Regions from separate parts of the Gossypium hirsutum genome. Here region 1 is linked to region 2. A link is a contact called in public Hi-C data. All regions are on one chromosome and are shown on one strand. The core of a region is the stretch at or near the end of the contact, and the rest is flanking DNA. Distances in the headings are between cores, read along the strand shown. Region 1 holds the start of LOC107886114 (40S ribosomal protein S2-2). Region 2 holds the start of LOC107886107 (probable xyloglucan 6-xylosyltransferase 5).

Region 1 (3,613 bases), core at 310-2,809, 260 kb after region 2:
TAAAGTTTTTATTTAAATTGGAGTCCTAGTAGGAAAATTTCTAAGAATAAAATGAAAGTAATACATACCTGAAGCATGGTATATCGATTGGTTCCAAAGAGAAAATTCTCATAAAAGAAAATAATAAATATAGATGGTCATATAGTGGACGTAGGTGTTCCTGAAGAGACTCAAAACATAACTAATTATTAAAACTCTATAAGAGATTCAGGTACCTGAAATTGAAGATAACAATAGTGAAAATAAAGAGATCTCGATACGTAATGTCAATATGAGAAAATATGGAACTGTAAGAATAGAAAGTTGTCAACAACAATTTTGCATGCAATATTATTATTGAAATAATGAAAGAAAATGAGGATCTTTAATAAATTTGCCAATAAATATAGACATGGAATAGATTGGCTAGAATGAAAAGAAGCAATTCAAGTAAAATTAAATCCATAAAGTTTTTTAGCTAATAGTCCAAATGTCTAAAGGTATAAAACCAGTGAGGTATGAATGCGTAGTTATGTGAAAACAAAATAAGAAAAACGAAAATTTTCGCTAAGTCCTAGCATTGAGTATGAAAGGTATAATATTTTTTTGTGGTGGATGCAATAACCTTTAAATATTTTATTATCCTAGCAATTTATGAAAGATTTAACATGTGTCTTATAATTGTTGTTACAATCTTTATACAAATCACTATATAGCGAAGTTTGAAATCCTTGAAGGATTTAGAATGTTAGAAGCATATAAAAATTCCCGAGAAATTGTTCAATATGTTTGTGTAAACATTTATATGCATTAAAATGATATGAACATATAGGGTAAATTTGACTTAGCGAATAATACTTGAAGAAAGATTATAAAGGGATTCAAATTACCTATATATATTTTTAATATCATGATCAAGTTTTGGTATTATTATTATTGGAATTCCTAAAGAAATCAAAATATATTTTCCTAAAATTCTTCCTCACTCATGACATTTAGAAGAATGATGATATAAACATTTATTAAGCACCACATCATTCAAGTGATCATTAAAATGTTAGTATTCAAGATTAAATACATAGATATGTATCTAATAAATGTTGTTTGATAAATATTCATATCATCATTGGGTTTGTCCCATTGAATTTTCTTGGTAAAGTTTTTAACGAGGCGGCATGTTATATATATTATAAATATTTTTTCTTTCACTAAATTTTTTTTTCTCACAGAGCTTTTATTTTAGTAAGGAAACATTGTAAACATTCCCATTAATGAATTCTTTTGTTATTTTCTCTCTTTATTTCATAACAAAACGAATAAAAAACTGAATTTTTATATTTTTATTGTCTATATTTTTTAATTAATGAAACTTAAACCTCTAAATATTTTAATTTTGTATGAAAGATGATACAATTAAACCAACTATATAAAATTGTTAATATGAATTGCTTTTATTTTTTATGTGTCATAAATAAGTTGGATGGGTTTTAATTGGTTTTGAAAAAAAGGTTATATTGAAAAAATTTCAGTGGTTTTTAAAAATTATCTCTTATATATTTGTTTCTAAAATTTATTTTCATAAACTTTTATAAATTTTTTTTTGAGACATTATACATTAAATGAAAAATAGAATCCAATTATTCACAAAAAAAAATCCAATTCTATTTCTTAAGCTCGACAAATACAATGGAAGCTCATAGCCCATAAACTTTTTGTTAGCCCAAAAAATCAAAACCCTAACTTGCTCACTCTCTGCATATAAAATCCTAACCCTAGCCGCTTCTATTACCTTCTTTCAGTCTCACCATTTGTCTCAAACCCTAACCAAAGGCAAAAGGAAAAAAAATGGCAGAAAGAGGCGGAGGTGAACGCGGCGCTTTCAGGCGTGGCTTTGGTGGTGGTAGAGGTGACCGTGGTCCAAGAGGCAGGCGCCGCGGCCGCAAGGACGAAGAGGAAAAATGGGTACCCGTCACGAAACTCGGCCGCTTAGTCAAAGCCGGCAAGATCACATCCCTTGAGCAAATCTACCTCCATTCTCTCCCTATCAAGGAGTACCAAATCATCGACCAACTCGTCGGCCCTTCACTGAAAGACGAGGTCATGAAGATCACTCCAGTTCAGAAACAAACTCGCGCCGGTCAGCGTACGCGCTTCAAGGCCTTCGTCGTCGTCGGTGACGGAAATGGACACGTTGGACTCGGTGTCAAATGTAGCAAAGAAGTTGCGACGGCTATAAGAGGGGCGATCATATTGGCTAAGTTGTCAGTGATACCGGTTAGAAGAGGTTACTGGGGAAATAAGATCGGAAAACCCCATACTGTTCCATGCAAGGTTACCGGGAAATGTGGGTCCGTCACCGTTAGGATGGTGCCGGCTCCTAGAGGTGCTGGTATTGTGGCTGCTAGGGTTCCCAAAAAGGTGCTTCAGTTTGCTGGAATTGAAGATGTCTTCACTTCTTCAAGGGGTTCAACCAAAACTCTTGGAAACTTTGTCAAGGTATCAACTTTTTCTCCCAAAATTTTTTATTTGATTTGATATTTTCGTAATTTAAGACTGTTTATGGGTTTATCTAGATCTGTTTGAATATGGGTTGCTTAATGTTTCAGTTTCTATTCATTAACTTTTGTTTTGTTGCCTACTGTTTCTTCTTTCATACGGTGAGATATTATAGTTTGCTTGGTTTATATGAAACATATATAGATCTATTTGAATAAGTATAACGTTAATTAATTGAATTCAAGTTTGTGATTTAGGTAAGGTGGTCGCTGATGCTTTCTATTTCCTAGCATGTTTTGGGATTTGTGTTGTCTATGGTGAATATGAATTTGTTTTTCTATGTGTACGTGTATGCATATATATTAAATAACCTTAAGATGTATAAACATGATAATAAACTCTTAAAGAATAGTCTGATTCCATATGTGTTTTGCTTGAACTTGAAGAATTAGAGTTTGAAGTGAACTACACTTAATATGCGATTCAGAGATGCGAATTTATTGACTATATCTCATTATTGGTGGTTGTTGCTCAAAACTTGCAGGCCACCTTTGAATGTCTTCTGAAAACATATGGTTTCTTGACACCGGATTTCTGGAGAGAGACTCGTTTCACAAGGTCTCCATTCCAGGAGTATACTGATCTGTTGGGAAAGCCATCGAAGACCCTTGTACTGGAAGATGTCGAGAGAGTTGATATCTGATTGAAGATCAACAGTGTCATTACTTATTAGTAAGTTGGATGTGTGTCTAGGTCCTTTCTATGTTGCAATCTTTACTTGTGTCTTTGCTTGTTTTGATTTTGTCATGAGATTAAATCAGTAATGGTTCAATTTTGTTGTGTTTTTTCATCTGGATTCTTTATAAAGATTGTGGATGAGTTGAGGACTTGTCTATTTATATGCTGCTTGCTTGTGAATTAATGTTTCATAATATGATAGCATGCTTCTTATCAAGTCTAAATTCGAAAGAATATGGATCATTTTTCAACCCAAAAGACTGGTTGGAACAGGCTTTATAAAATCTCTCTAGGCCCCATTTTTTAAAAAAATTCCACATGTTTCACCCTGTGATGAAAAAATATTGGATTGAAATCGAGCCGAGCAGAGTGAGAAGTTTGAGTAGAAGCTTTCTATGTC
Region 2 (3,454 bases), core at 576-3,075:
AAAAAAATATATTGGAAATTGCTTTTCATCAAAAGGAATGACCATTACCTACACATTATGGCACATTATATATCTTTTCCATCACTAGCTCCGTGTTTCGGCTTTCTCGTGCGTTGATCGTCGAATATCAAGCTCATCAACGATTTCCAAAGGAGTCACCGTCTCGTTCCTGATCCTCTTAATATTGGGGCCTAACAATCCTCTATGTCTAAACCCGTACAGCTTAAGCACCTGGTTATCGGCAAAGTTGAATGCCCTTTGCATGCTTCGCAAACACCTCTCGACAGGGTAATCTCCGTAACTCCCACAGGGCTTGCAACCAACGAAATGAGTCACAAACGGCCACCTCTCATCTCCCAAACCTGGATGATATTTCTCCATCATCTCCTCGTACCTATCAACCAAACCTGCCCAATAACCATGCAAATAATACTGATTCTCGAGAAACACTTTATCCATCCACATTTCCTTTTGCGAAAGCAACAAGTAAATCAAAGCTGACTGATCATCGGCTTCAAACGCCGGCCTTCCTTTCAAGTTAGCAGTCAAAACCTTCCCGGCTTCCTCACGAATAGAACCCTTAGGTCCCATTGGCGCCCACGCGTCAAGCAAATCAAACGACCACTGGCAGTTCCTAAACAGGAAACTCCCCGTATTCAAAGCAATCCACGACCTCTGCTCGAACATTAAATCGGGGTAACCATGAACAACCAAATTATACTTATCATACTTGGACAAAGGAATCTCAAACACCATATCTGTAAAAAAAGCATCACTATCCATCCACCAAATCCACTCAACTTCAGGATGAGACAACATTAATCTCCTAATTAATGGCAATTTCGCCCAATACCCAGCCAACTCCTTATCTAAATGAGCCATATTATAAACAATTTCAATCCCATGAAGCCTACAATAATCGATCTTATTCTTTATCGCTTTCAACAAATAATGATCTCCTATAGCATTATCACAAGGGTTTGGGGGCGACCCTGTAACAAGTAAGATCCGAGCTTTGCCATTAACAAAATTAGGGAATTCGGGGTTTTCTGAAAGCCAAACCTTACGTTGCTGGTCCCAATCCGAGATTTTGGGTCCGAGCGTGTAGGTAGTATTGGGATTGATCTCGGTTTCAGGAGGTTCGTCCGGATCGGTAGGGTCGGAGTCGGAGCGGATCTCAGCTAGGATCCGGCTCGTTTCTTCGATTAGGTTTTGGTTAACAGCATCGGCTTCGGAGCTTCCCAAATTGCCAACGCCGATTGTACCCCGTAGAACAAGTATGGTAACGAAGCCGCAGAGGATCGTGATTTTAATGTTGTTGAAGGTCTTGTGGATCTGCCTCCCACGCGGCATTCCTGCTAATACACGGGATCTTCCGCCACCAGCAGCAGCGTTGTTGGTCGTGGGTAAGCCGCCGCCACCGGTAAAAGATCTCTTTTGGGGAGTGAAACTGTCTTGACCCATAAAGGTTAGACCCTCAAAATAAGTAAAAACAGAGCAAGGAAAGAAATCCCAAGCGTCGTTTTTCTACAAACATAAATCGCTCGAACTGAATCTCTTTCTCTACAAACTAAGCTCTCATCAATGGCGTTTGCAGTGAAACCGGGATACTCCTATATCTTCGTTTGTTTTTGGATTTTTTGAGATTTTAAAGTGGAGAGAGAGAGAGACAGAGAGAGATGAGTGAGAATTTTAAACTAAAGAAATGAATTGAAGGAGACGAAGAGGGATGGAAAGTGGGAAAGATTGAGACAGCGAGATCGGAGAAAACATGTTTATGTCCTAACACTTGACTGTCTTTTCTCATTATTTTATTTGTTTAATTATATTCATAGATATCATTTACTTATTATTTTAAAAATCACTTATAATACATTATTTACTGCATCATTACTTTTTTACTAGCTTTAATTAAAATTCATAATTAGTTAACAATTATTTTTCATAATTCAACCTAAAAAATCCAAAGTATTTAACAGGTTAAATCTAAAAATTAAATAAATTCATAAATAATATTTAATTTATTCTATTAATAAAATCATGAAAAATTTAAATTTATTAACATTAACAATTATATTTCATCAAACTAATCTTAAAAATCAAATTAAACACTAAAAAATTAATATAATTAACTTTGGATACTAAAATATAAAACTATTGTTAAATACATGTATCACATTAAAATATATATATATATACCACGTTAAAGAAAACTTCAAATAGTGTATAATTTTTTTATATTAATAATGTATTAATCCTTATAAAATTTTAAGCCTAATTAGAATTGGTAGTAACAATATATTCACGACAATTAGTTAACAATAAATACGTTTATGAAGAAAAACTGATTTGCCACATGGTAGCAAGGAGAGAGAGCCCAGTTCTATAAAATTGGAAGTGCAATTTCATGTGACAAATTTTAATATATTGGAAAATAATATTTCTATTCACTATTTTTAATATATTTTATATTGATAGTAATCTTTTAAAAAATAATATTGTAAATACATATTCAATTATAATTTAATTAGTTTACCCAAAAAAAGAAAAAAAAGGGGTCCATTTAATGTGATTTAGATTAACCAAATCCAAAAGAATTTACTGTTACTGAAGTTAGGTGCGAAAAATGAAGCAGCGGGGCGGTGTCGGCGGGCGCCTCCATCTCCATGGACTAAATTTGCGCAACACAGCTAGCTCCAACGCGTTGATTTCCGGGATCCAACTTGTCCCCCAACGCAAAACCAAAAAATGACGCAAGTAAAAGAGCGTGGACTGCACGTACATGGACAGGTCTCACTTGGAGGAATAAATAAATCTAATGGTGTTTGTTATTTTTTAAATAAATTATATCAAGGTAAATACGATCGAAATAATTAAATATGCACTTTTTTTTTGGATAAAAAATATTTATTACTTTTGTGTGATTTATTAGATGGGACAAGGAGGAGCCCATCTCAAATGCCGGCCTTCGAACCCAGTGTCACGTGCCATGTGTCATCTGCAAAACAAATAAGGTTCATGTGCTGCACTTCACCCAAAATTACAATCCGATAGAGAAGTGGATCGCAAGTTGCTCAGGGGATCAACACATCTCTTTCGTTCTCCATAAAGCTCCTAGAAGTCATAATAGAGAAGCATCTTACATTTGTCAATTAAAGGAAATAAAATAGGATTAGAGAAAGAATTATTGGACATAAAATGAATAATAAGAGTAGCATCGTCTTCAGTGTCCAAATGTCTAAGATCCAATCTCCTAGCAAGTGTAAGGCGGTTTCTAACTGCCCAAAGTTCAGTTTCAATGTTGGTCGCAAACGGAAAATGACAGTGAGAACTAATAATCCAAAGACCATTGTGGTCTCTAATTATTGTCTCAGCTCCCCCAATTCCTAGATTTCCTATGGATGAGCTATCTGCTGGTGGTTTCCAAGAGATAGCGACACAAATGGGAAGTGGG

The links. A called contact is a pair of places that touch in the nucleus more often than the background predicts.
Region 1: a contact with region 2 is called in a Hi-C map of leaf, with 2.9 times the contacts expected there. The contact joins the promoter of LOC107886114 here to the promoter of LOC107886107 in region 2. A contact is called at or near these places in 3 of 34 Hi-C or Micro-C datasets (hypocotyl and leaf).

Annotation. Positions count from the first base shown.
Region 1 is chrA03:19,133,058-19,136,670 of Gossypium_hirsutum_v2.1, forward strand. It overlaps LOC107886114 (40S ribosomal protein S2-2), which reads left to right and starts at 1,560. Exons shown (of 2, transcript XM_016809950.2): 1 at 1,560-2,475; 2 at 3,020-3,374. The coding sequence starts at 1,825. The coding sequence ends at 3,178.
Region 2 is chrA03:18,867,868-18,871,321 of Gossypium_hirsutum_v2.1, forward strand. It overlaps LOC107886107 (probable xyloglucan 6-xylosyltransferase 5), which reads right to left and starts at 1,826. Exons shown (of 1, transcript XM_016809945.2): 1 at 1-1,826. The coding sequence starts at 1,464. The coding sequence ends at 85.